Regions from separate parts of the Astyanax mexicanus genome. Here region 2 is linked to region 1. A link is a contact called in public Hi-C data. All regions are on one chromosome and are shown on one strand. The core of a region is the stretch at or near the end of the contact, and the rest is flanking DNA. Distances in the headings are between cores, read along the strand shown. Region 1 has its middle 15 kb from the start of si:ch73-43g23.1. Region 2 holds the start of hbegfa (heparin-binding EGF-like growth factor a).

The links. A called contact is a pair of places that touch in the nucleus more often than the background predicts.
Region 2: a Hi-C map of muscle shows a contact between it and region 1, with 20 times the contacts expected there. The contact joins the promoter of hbegfa here to the enhancer-like site in region 1. A contact is called at or near these places in 2 of 3 Hi-C or Micro-C datasets (both in muscle).

The regions. Positions count from the first base shown.
Region 1 is chr10:28,043,454-28,049,163 of AstMex3_surface, reverse strand. No RefSeq gene overlaps it. Among protein-coding and RNA genes, the nearest start is that of si:ch73-43g23.1, 15 kb to the right of the region's middle. Within about 2 kb of position 3,178, the one cell type or tissue checked has an H3K27ac peak away from gene starts, as active enhancers do.
Region 2 is chr10:28,105,829-28,111,538 of AstMex3_surface, reverse strand. It overlaps hbegfa (heparin-binding EGF-like growth factor a), which reads left to right and starts at 3,634. Exons shown (of 6, transcript XM_007229887.4): 1 at 3,634-3,882; 2 at 5,148-5,372; 3 at 5,492-5,663. The coding sequence starts at 3,843.

The DNA of each region.
Region 1 (5,710 bases), core at 1,929-4,428:
GTAATGTTGCTGCGATGTCTCCTGTGTCAATGTTTCTAATTTTTACTTTACTTTGAACCTTAACATAATGTTAGTAATCTTCTAGCTGGGAATGCTATGTGAGTTGCAAACCATAACCTTTTTCAAATATTCCTGGAACATTATTTCTGTAATGTTATGGGTTAACCTTTCCAAAACCTTTTTAAAACTTTGTTAAAACTTCTACTAAGGTTCTTTGTTATCTGGGGTGCTTCAAGTGGTTCTATGAGTGATGCCATATGAATAAAACACCTCACATGAAACAATAAAAAAATTACTAAAATAAAATAAAATCGACATGTATACAGATGTAATAATATAAAATGTAAAATTCATATGATAGCAGGATGTAAATTTATAATGAAGATTTACCTCAGGGGATGTTTCGAGAACACTCACACCAATATATGTTCTGAGGTGTTCTCTTGTGAATAAAGTTGGTTGAACACTGACCAGTGAATTATGGGAGTTGGGGTAAGGTCTGATAGTGGTGCTAATGGATGAGATGCGCCGGTTCTGAAGTTGTGCTGTGGGTGCTCTATTTAACATTCCTGTATCCCCAGTGTCACACGTGTATCAGGAATACAACATAAAAAGTTAAATTACCACCAACAATGGACATCCAGTGCAGTGAGTGGAGATGATGGTGATTGGTAGCGTCGGGCTAGAGGCTGTCTATGTTAATGTGTTAACATAGTTAACATTTTTTATGAAAATTAACCCTTTCATGCATAGAGGTCACTACAGTGTACAGCTGTTTAAATTTTTTTTTTCTTTAAATATGCTTGCAATTTTGGGCACTGCTGCATATAGTCCACTGTAGTGGAAGCTATTGCATCATCCTATACAAAAAAATCCCATTGGTTGGTCATTGTAATGGGAAAAAGAAGTCAATGAAATCAAGATGGCCAGCAGACAGGGAAAACCACCAAACACCTTGGCTATTTTTGTTTCTACCTTTTATAAAATTACATCACCGCAGGTAAAAAAATATATAATTACATCAAGTAACATCTAAGGTGACATATTATGTAAAGATTTTCGAAATTTTGATTTTATATTGGAGGGAATTGTAGATTAATCATCTGTCCACTTAATTGTACATCATGCATCATTAGCTATTTTTCAACTTTAATGCAATGTCAATTACTTCCAGTGTTGTTTTTAAAATAATTCATATTGTTTAATGTTTTGGCTGTAAATCAACTTCTTTAATTGAGGAATGTCTGCCAGTACAGACAGTTGCAAGCAGAGAAGTAGGGTCAAGCAGTGATAGTGAAGGTGAGTCTGGAAATGTTACTGAGGGAGTTGAGGCTGAGGAACGGAGATGAAGGAGATGAGGCTGTTGAAACTAAGGGCACCCCAATATCCAGTATGCCCCTGGAAACCACTGGCCCCAGCTCAAGAAAGTATAAAATGCCAGCACACGAAGAACCAAGTACATCTGCATGCAGTGTCTTGTAGCTTTGTGCCCTGTATGCTTTGGCAACCATCATAGAAAATAGTCTCAGAAATTAGCAACAAGCATGATTTGACAGGAAATATGATACATGCTATAAAATACTATAAGAGAATATGCTCACTTAACAGTTCAGAGACTTGACAAGAATACAGTATGATAATACCAGTCACAATCAAGATTCTATAAGGTTCTACGGTTCAGAGACATTTTCTTGTGTCACAATATCCTCCTCAGTTCCACTATTCCAATAGAATAACATATTACAACTGTATAACTGAATTACATTTGTGTTTTTTTTACAACAAAAAATGCATGAAGTACACTTGAGTGGACAGATAAATATTTCTTTATCGAATAAAGATAGAATATATATTTTTTTCAAACCTTGTTTTACATCCCTAAGGATGTATAAAAACACTTAGAAAAAAAATCCTGACTGAGTTTATTATAATTCATGCATGAGAGGGTTAATCACATCTTGTCACAACAGTTTGGTGACAAACTCCTCCGATAATTCACTCACTCACTATTAGTGTTTTACTTAGAAATGTAAACACAACGTCACTACTGCTGAGTTCAAAAGGTAGGTTACTTTTTATTCATACTGACATTTATTCATCCAGCGTTATAAAGCGCAGCCACTATGACTGGAAGATCGCTGGTTCCATTCCCGTTCGTGCAGCTTGCCATCAGCTATCGGAGCCCTGTGAGAGCTCAATTGGCCTAAATGGCACTCTTTCCCCTCATCACTCCTAAGGTGAGGTTGATCATCACAAGGCATCTGTGTAAATATTTTTAAGAGACTAACACTACCAATATAAATGTAATTCAGTTTTGGCAAGCTAACTCTGATTCTTGTATTTACATTTGAATGTACATTATTAAAAATCTTAAGAAGTAGAAAAGGTGCAATTAATTGTCATTAATCACATAATTCTGATGTGATTAATCCAATTATTTGTTCTAATTGATTGACACCATTAATTTTAACACATTTACTGATTTGCTGTTTAGTGACATGAGTGTCAATGAGTTACTGTGTTAAATTATAAAAAAGCACACTGTTATGTAACTATCAATGGTTATTTTACCCAGCTAAATTCCACTCATTGTTGTTGATGTTGATGAATCTGTTGCTCTTTACTTGAACTACCTGGGTTTAGATACCCTGCTAAAAAAAAAAACAAAAAAAAAAAACAGCCCAATTCCAGCTGGTCATTCACACAAGACATTATGCCGGCCAAGAGCTAGTTAATGAGCTGGTCTATCTTTATATGTTTTTTTTTTTTTTTTTGAGGATGATAAGCAGGTGTTGAACTGGATTTTTTAGCAGGGTAGTTAATCAAAGCATTCTGTACTTTTGTACATTTGGCCTTATAAACCCAAACTCAGTGAATAAGGATTTTTTAATTACCAGTATTTTTCCTTTGTTTTATTTTAAGCAGAAAAAACACAATATTTACAGAATTTTTATTATGAAATCAGTTTTTTGTATTATTTTACACTCTGCAGATTTGTGCAGTGATGTAACCACACAGTAACAGTGCTGACAGTTGTGACTATGCCACCTGCTGGTCCATTACCTCTACTTTCACAGACTCAGTGAGGTTGCACCTCGTCCTGGGCTGAGCAGCAGGTAGGTACTGGTATGAAGGTTTATTTGGACTGATTGGTTGCTGGGTGACTCAACGCATCCGGAAGGGCCGCATTCATGTGTTTCCCAACCTTCCCTGCGTACCAGGTGTACCTGACACACAGGTAGGCTGAGCAGGAGCAAGTTCATTCATGTCCCAGAACTGCTGCTCTCACCTGCGGAACAAGGCCTTATATGGCCTGTTACCTGAAGCCCAGCTTACAGCAGTGGCAGTAGCAGTGCTGTATTTGCTCTGGTCAACAATTGAGGTGAAATTTGCCTGTGTGTGTGTAAAGGCTTGAAAGTGTGTACATTATGATTAAGTTGCATATATTATTACAGTTATTACATTATTATTCTCAATTGGTAAACATTCCTAACATCTTATGTATCCTGGCATTTTATTGTCCAGTGTAGTAGACAGAAGTCTGACCCTATAAGTCTATAATTCAAGCACCATTTATGCCAAGAAAATAAGGCCTTAATTGTGGAGGTGTGGACAACACATCTCAGGGACTTTTTTTGCAATTTTGTTAGATTTTCTGTACCATTGAATTGACTTCCTTTGGGTACATTGATGACTTCTTCAGAGCACTACAAATAATGTTAATTGAAACAATTCAAACAAATGGAAGTCTGAGCAAGTCTATACAGTCTGAAACAAATAGTTGCTTTGCAAAGATGGCTGCTAAACTGACTTGCCTATAAGGACTTTTCCAGCAACTGAACAGACTCTGTCTCAGTTCAGGCAAATAGCTGTTAAACAACAGATACTTTTGCTAAAATACCTGCAACGCATATGTACTTCCCCTGCCTCTCCTTCACTTGAACTATTGATGATTTAATAATTTTAAAAATGACAGCAAAGGAAAAATAGGGATAAAAGGCAGCTGACCAATAACAGTTGCTTTCTTCATCAACATAATGTGTCAAGTATGTCTCGCTGCAGCCTGTAGGAAGGAAAGGTTGGATATCCCCGCTTATCTACAGGCTGCAGCAAGAGGCTTCTCTTATGCATAGCTACAATTCTGGGGAGGTGTATGTCAGCCTACAGTGTATGCTATGGCATACGTGTGACACAGGAGTATAAATTGGCCCTAAAAGTCCATAAGATTTGGGGATTTAAAGCTCTTTCTAATGAGAATTACTTAAATTATTATTTTATAGTTCATTTAATAGTTAAAAAAAATCTAAATATCAAGACCTTTTTTCTAGGTCTCAAGAGGTAATGGAAACATATAAAGCATTTAATCTCCTTCCAAAGAGGGCAGTAAAATGTATTACCATGTAACCATGTTCCTCATTCCAGATGAAGTCATACAGTAGGTGTGCTGAGAGCATTGTTTTTAATGTTTTGCTTCAGTCCGGAAGAGGGTAGGCCGTGTCACCCACACACTGCCTCTTCTATCTCTCCAATAACATGGAGAGAACACTGTGTGAGTTTCCATCTGCCTCTGCCCTGCAACAAAATCAAATGAGCCAGGAAAGCAAGTGCTGTCATCGCAGGGTGTGCCCACGACGTGCGGGTGGGCAGGCAGGAGACTGGCACTGACATCTGTTTGGTGGGATAAGTGGAAGCGTTTCCAAAACATTAATGGACCACACCAGGACCGAGCCCATTGATGCTACATGATGTCAGACTGTTTGCTTTGATGGGCCAGCACGTCATTTGTCACAACGCTGTCAGTCTTATGTTAGAAATATTTAGCAATGTCACAATATTTACATTATCAAGTTCTTGAACAATATACAGTTGGGAAAAAATATTTGATTGCCTGCAGATTTTATAAGTTTACCAGACCAGTAGCGCCAGTTGAACCAGTAACCTTCCAGTCCCAACCCTGCCCCAGATAACATGCCTTATGCGTGGTTAATGAAAGAAAAACTGTCACAGAAATAGTCACAGAAATAACTTAAATCTGACAAAAGTAATAATAAATAAAAATGCTATGAAAATTAACAAATGAAGGTCAAACATTGCTTTTCAACCATGCTTTAACAGAATTATATATATTAAACAAATGAAACTGGCCTGGACAGAAATGATGTTACCCTTAACTTAACGCTGCAATCAAATGATTCCTGTAATTGTCAATGAGACTTCTGCACCTCTCAGCAGATATTATGGCCCAATGTTAGTCCAATGTTTTACTCTTAGTCATTGCCAACATGTAGTTTGGCAAATTCCTGTCTGGCTTTTTTATGTTTTGTTTTCAACAGTGATGTCCTCCTTGGTCATCTCATATTAAGTCCACTTTGGTCCAATATTTTAAAGGGTAACCTCATTTTTGTTTAGGCCTGTTTAATAAGTTTACTTTTTTAAATAATTCTGTTGAACTACGGTTTAAAGTCAATGTCAGATTTTCATTTGTTCTTTTTCATAGCATGTAACCAAACAGGGGACCAGAAAGTTTTGTCCCCACAAATAAAAGTGAGTGATGGGCAAGGGTCAGTGGTGGGACCAGAAGGGGTAAACATGGGCGTTGTCTGGGTTGTACACTGCACATAGGACCTAGAACAGACTAGAATCTAACATTTAGGCCATAGCTGCTTAACCTGATATTTTCCAGCAAATACATGCCTGTTTTTGTTACTTG
Region 2 (5,710 bases), core at 2,385-4,884, 62 kb before region 1:
CAAGGCAACTGCATGTTTTTTTTTATTAATTATCCCTCTGCGCCCCCCGTAGCTCCAGAGGAACTTGCAAGCAGCGCAGGAGATATACATGCAGTTGCAGTCACTAAATAATCGGCTGGGATTATTTGTTTGTTTGTATGTGCAGATGTGCAGAGTAATAAAGACCAGAGGAGAGAAAGAGACAGCCTGCCTCCCCGCGTCTTTCTAACTTCCCACCAAAGGGTCTAACAAGTGCTATAGGGCAGCAGGAGAGCCGCCACACAACACTAGTAAGACACAGGCGTGTCACCGTGTTTTTTCTTCTAATTCAGCAGGTCTTGCCGCTGGGTGGCGAGACCTGTAAAGCTAAGCTAAGTTAATGTTAAGTAAACAAAACTGTAATTAAAACAAAAAAAAATATTTTACCGTCAAGTGATGGATTTTAAGCTGATGGATTTATAGTAAACTTCGATTTCCAGGTAAGATTTTCAGCATTACACTGACGAACCCTAAGTCTTTCAGAAAGCCACGGCGATATTACCTAGTTTGCCCCATGTAGCTTGTTTAACACGGAAAACAAGCAGACTACAGGCCGATAATACTCACCTCTGAACAAAAAAAGAGCTAGCGCTTAGGGCGGTCAGCAAGTAATGCTAATGCTGCTCCAGCAGTGCTAGCTAGGGTTAGCAGCAGGCTACAAGCCAATAATACTCACCTCTGAACGGCAAAAGAGCAAGCGTTTAACGGCTAATGTTAATACTGCTCCAGTCTCAGTGCTGGAGAAACTTCACTGAAACTCCTGTGTAATGCTGTACTTCTGTGGAGTGGCTTTACTGCTCCTTACAACTTACAATTTTTGGGAAAATAAAGGATTTGAATTCCACCTTATAGTGTGAAAAATACTCAGTTAGTTAGAGGGTGTCACACTAATTAGATGAGAGAAATTTTCATAAACAGAGTTTTGAACACAACACAGAAAAAAAAATTGTTTTGAGGAGTTCCATTGAACTTATATCCACCACCTCCACAGATGAGGAGCTGTCTGTACGTGACGGGGCTAAATTTACCACATTCAACCAAACACCCATAAATCTGCTGCATTTTATAGGGGATAGACGTTTGGAAATCACTGACATTTACATATGCAGCATTAGTCTAGCATAGCAAAACTTAGCACTGAAACATGAACACTGTATTTTTTTGCAATTATTCTTAAGTCTTACAAGGTAAAATTGCTTTCTGCTTAGTGTGAAGTGTGATTAGCTAGCCCAAGAGATTGTAACCAGGGATCAGGGGGCCCCCTGCTGGCCAAAATGTTGGCAAAAATAAATGAATAAATAAATAATAAGGAAAGGAAGTCCAACACAGAAAGTCTGACAAAGCTCACCATTTTTTGCAGCAGCAGGTTGGGGCCCCAGAACTTCCAAATCCACCTCTGATTGTAACCCCTTGACTTTGGTAAGCTTTTAGCCTAACAACTTCCCTGGCTTCCTCAAAGTCTGTAAAAGGCTTTCTCTAGCAGGTTTGATTTATATAATTTTGATGGTGTACGACTATTTTGATTTTTTTTTAATTGCTCCCTTTTACAGCTCTGTTTTTTATGTTCTTATGTTTCATGTTTATTTATTTCACCAAAGTTACAGGGTGCAGTTAGCAGCAGGCCCAAACCAAAGTACAAACGACAGAGACACCATTCTACTTTCCACAAGTGAATAGAACAGCACAATAATTTTGGAGCTATTATTTAAAAATAGAAATGCTATAAATGCTGCTTTTAAGAATCTGCTGTCAACATCATGGTGGCATATTCCACAGAACAACGTCAGAGATCTTTGTTTTTTAGGCAGCAACATGGTGGCCTTCAGAGTTTGTTGGGATAATGTACCAAACCTCACCTTTACTCAGCCAAACAGAGTCACTATTGCTGGAGAATGGGAATTCACTGTTCAAACATTTCTTTATTTAGCTAGATACACAAAGATTCTTGTATTCATTCTGGATGTTCAATAACTATCAAGCCTGATTGGTTTACGACAGAATATACAGTAATAATAGATCTATGAGAAAGGGTGGAAAGTCATGATAAATTTCACTAGATGGCAGTATTCCTTCATTTGCAGCTCACTACCATACTTTTGATTATCCAGCATCCTGACCTTAGTAAGTTAACAGAATGTCTTGCCTGGACTGTAGAGACAGTTGCTCCAACAAGTTATATTAAATACTCTTGTTTTCAGAAGAAACGATGATTGCTCATATGTCTCAATACTTCTGTCCATGAAGTGTATTTTTTATTACATACACTTTCACACACAGCTTGTTTTACATTTATAGGAAAGTATTGCCAATAAAATTGGACAGTGACACATGAGCCTGAAGTGACTGTAGCAGGGTATAAAGCCCCCAGTATTGAACTGTAAAACAATGAAATTGGGATGATGATGGTCTCTGGAATGATGATGGTCTCCATCCAGTACTTCGTAAAATGAGTTGAAGTGGTTGACGTTTTGCATGCTCTTGATTGTATCACCTTTATAATGGGATGCTCTGGATCATGATGGATAAAAGTCAACTTGTAAATACCAAGCATTGGCAGAAGTTATAAAACCTGTGTTCTCTGGAATGATGGAGCTCCATCCAATAATTTTGTGGATGAGTATAAAGACTTTATGTATCTACCACTGATGTCAGAAGAACTTTTGTTTCAGTAGGTGTTTACAGACTTTTGGACATATTGAAGACTTTTTGGTTGGTCTAACTGACACCACTAGTAAACAAAACAAAATAGTAGTAAACAAAATAAATGTAATTTGTGACTGCATAGGCAGCCCTTGAATAAAAGGTGGTGATAATATGAATAATATGGCTTCATATGTATTGATGAAGGCATGTTCTAGTCTGCACCCTCCTAGAGTAGTAATTGAAGTAATTGCTAGTAATAGGTAGGACTAATAGGATATAATTGGATAATTTATATAATAGTGTTTTTTGAATCTTTCAAAATGAAACAAATAACTGAAGAACACCATTTAGCAGAATTTAAAGAATGAAAATACAGCAGTCTTCTCTTGCCAACGATACGGTTCTATTTCTCACTTTACGCATGCACACACGTGCACAATAAAACAGCACTATACTGTTATTGTCTGATGTTTTTTTAAGTTAGAACGCTAAAGTCTGATCATCCTTAACTGGGAGAGAGAGGCTACCTGTGGTGCCATTGGTCTGTCATTAAATGAGGAAAATGAAGTAAATTAAATTTAAATGCCCAGAGTAGATTGAGTAAGTGCCCTGAAAAATCCATAATGAGTGTTGAGTAGCTTCCCGCTTTTAGCGTTTTTAAATTAGACCAGATAACAGAGAATGTAGCTGTGGGAGGCATGTTTCATAAAATAATGTAAAAATGTGCTTCCAACAGTTTTTGCAAAATAGTTTGTGTGTCTAATATGAATCTAAATGATTCTATTTCTTCTGATATGATAGACGACACCCTGTCAGGCAGATCCAGTTATCCTTGGATTTATCTATTTAACTAAATAGCTACAAGATTTGGATACTTCCTCCACCACCGGCAGACACACACAGAGAGGGCGGGGCTCTGGCAGTGTGTGGGCGGGGCTCTGACCGTCTGTGGGTCTGGCTGTATTTAAATGCTTGCGCTTCACCAGCGCAGAGTTTCTGTCGCGCCTCTCCGTCTGTCAGTCTGTCTGCCTGCCTGTCTGGCTGTCTGTCTGCTCCGAACTGGTTGGAAAAAATTCCGGATTAAAGTCAGGACTGCCTGTGTGGAATATCTTCCTACGTAAAGAAGTTTTAACTCGATTTAAAGGATTTTCTCTCATTTGTTCTTCAATAAGTTGGACATTATGAAGTTTCCTGCAGTGGTTCTACTGGCGCAGGTTTTGGGTGAGTATACAGAAGTACTTCACACTCCATTTATGCGTTAATTCAGTTTATAATTCGCAGTATTTCAGCGTGTGTGAACGGACATATTACTCCTGAAAAGTAGATATTGTTCATTTCACTCCTCTACACTTCCAGTCAGGTCACTACAGCAGTACATTTTTACTGCTAAAACTGGCCCCCTTCTTTTCTTAGAGGGCAACAATGTGGTTCAGCTGGTCAGCAGCTTATTTAAGAATATTCTTTATGTAACATGATCTGTTTATTTTTGACCCGTGTGTTCATGCATTAGATCAGTGTCTGTGCATGCAAGCTTTTTTAAATATCTGGCCCAGTGCCTTCTAGGGCTCCACACACTCTATTTAAGCTAACAGAATAAAAAGAAATCATTTTTAAGCTAACTACAAAGACATTTAACAAACAATTAAATATTAATAATAAACAAAACTAAACAAAACTGGCTTTTGGCATTTGTATTTGGCACATTGCCTGTTGCATAAGTCACCATAAAGCCCTACTTGCCTTTGCAATAGCCATGGCGATTGCATTTAGAAGCTTTATAAACTTATATCGTACCTTTAACTGATATAAAGCACAATAAAACTGGAAATGTATTTATATGAACAGACAAATATTATATAATTTAACTGAATCACTTTAAATTAGACCTATATTCTATGTTGAGTAATTTAAAATACTAAACTAAGTTTATTCTCTCTGAATGAGCTACTGTGTTAAATGTTTAGCATTTTATTTAATATACAATATTTTACTTTTCTACAAAATATCAACTTTCTAACTTTATAAATGGAAGTCAATGTTAAAAAAACACAAAAAAATATTCCAAGTAATTTTGGAGTATTTTTATTGGTCCATTCATCATGATATTTTTGCACACGGCTGTCAAATTCATAATAGATGAATAAAAAGAAAAAACGTAAAGAAGGAGATACAAAATTTTCGAGTGTGAGTGCGATGGAATGAACAATCTACAAATATATATATATAAAAGATTTATTCTGTTTATATAACATTTATACTTTATGTGTCAGTATCAGCAAAAGAAAAAAACAAATATTGCATAGCAGCCCACAATTTCCACATTGCTGCATTCCAACATAACCAAATTTTTTAATGGTGCTGAACAAACTGGTTTGTGATGATTGCGTAGCCCATAAGTCAACAAAGCTTTCACTCTACATGAACTCTATTCATACTCTATAAGTTCTGATGTCATGATTTCCTTTTCCTGTCTCTTGTCCCCTCAGTGGCCTTCACGCTGGTTAGCAGCGCATCCATCGACAGGTATGAGAGTGAGAAACCTGCACAGGTCACGGTGATTCACCTGTTACGAACGTCTGAGGCGCAGGACGAGAAAGGACCTGTTGAAGAGAACAGGCACGTGGATTCCTCACTGGAGGAAGGAGAGGAGTATTACTATGATGACGACATAGACGAGTACGAGCTGTCGGGAGATGATGAGATGCCCAGAGGTAATTTAAACAATAAAAAAAATGGATATTGATCATAAATTAGTCATTAGAGAGGATTAGTTGTCAGTTTTGCAGAATACCAGCTTATGTCAACTGTACATTCTTTTTTCCTCCTGCAGTTGCATTTTCAAGCAAACCTAAAGACCCAAGCACAGTCCTGACTGAGGAGAAGAAAAAGAAAAGCCAGAAAAAGGGAAAAGGCAAGAAAAGGAATCCGTGCCTGAAGAAATATAAGGACTTCTGCATCCATGGAACATGCCAGTACTTAAGGAAGATTGGTCCTTCATGCATGTGAGTACTTCTTAGAAGAGAATATACTAAACAAAAATGACAATTTT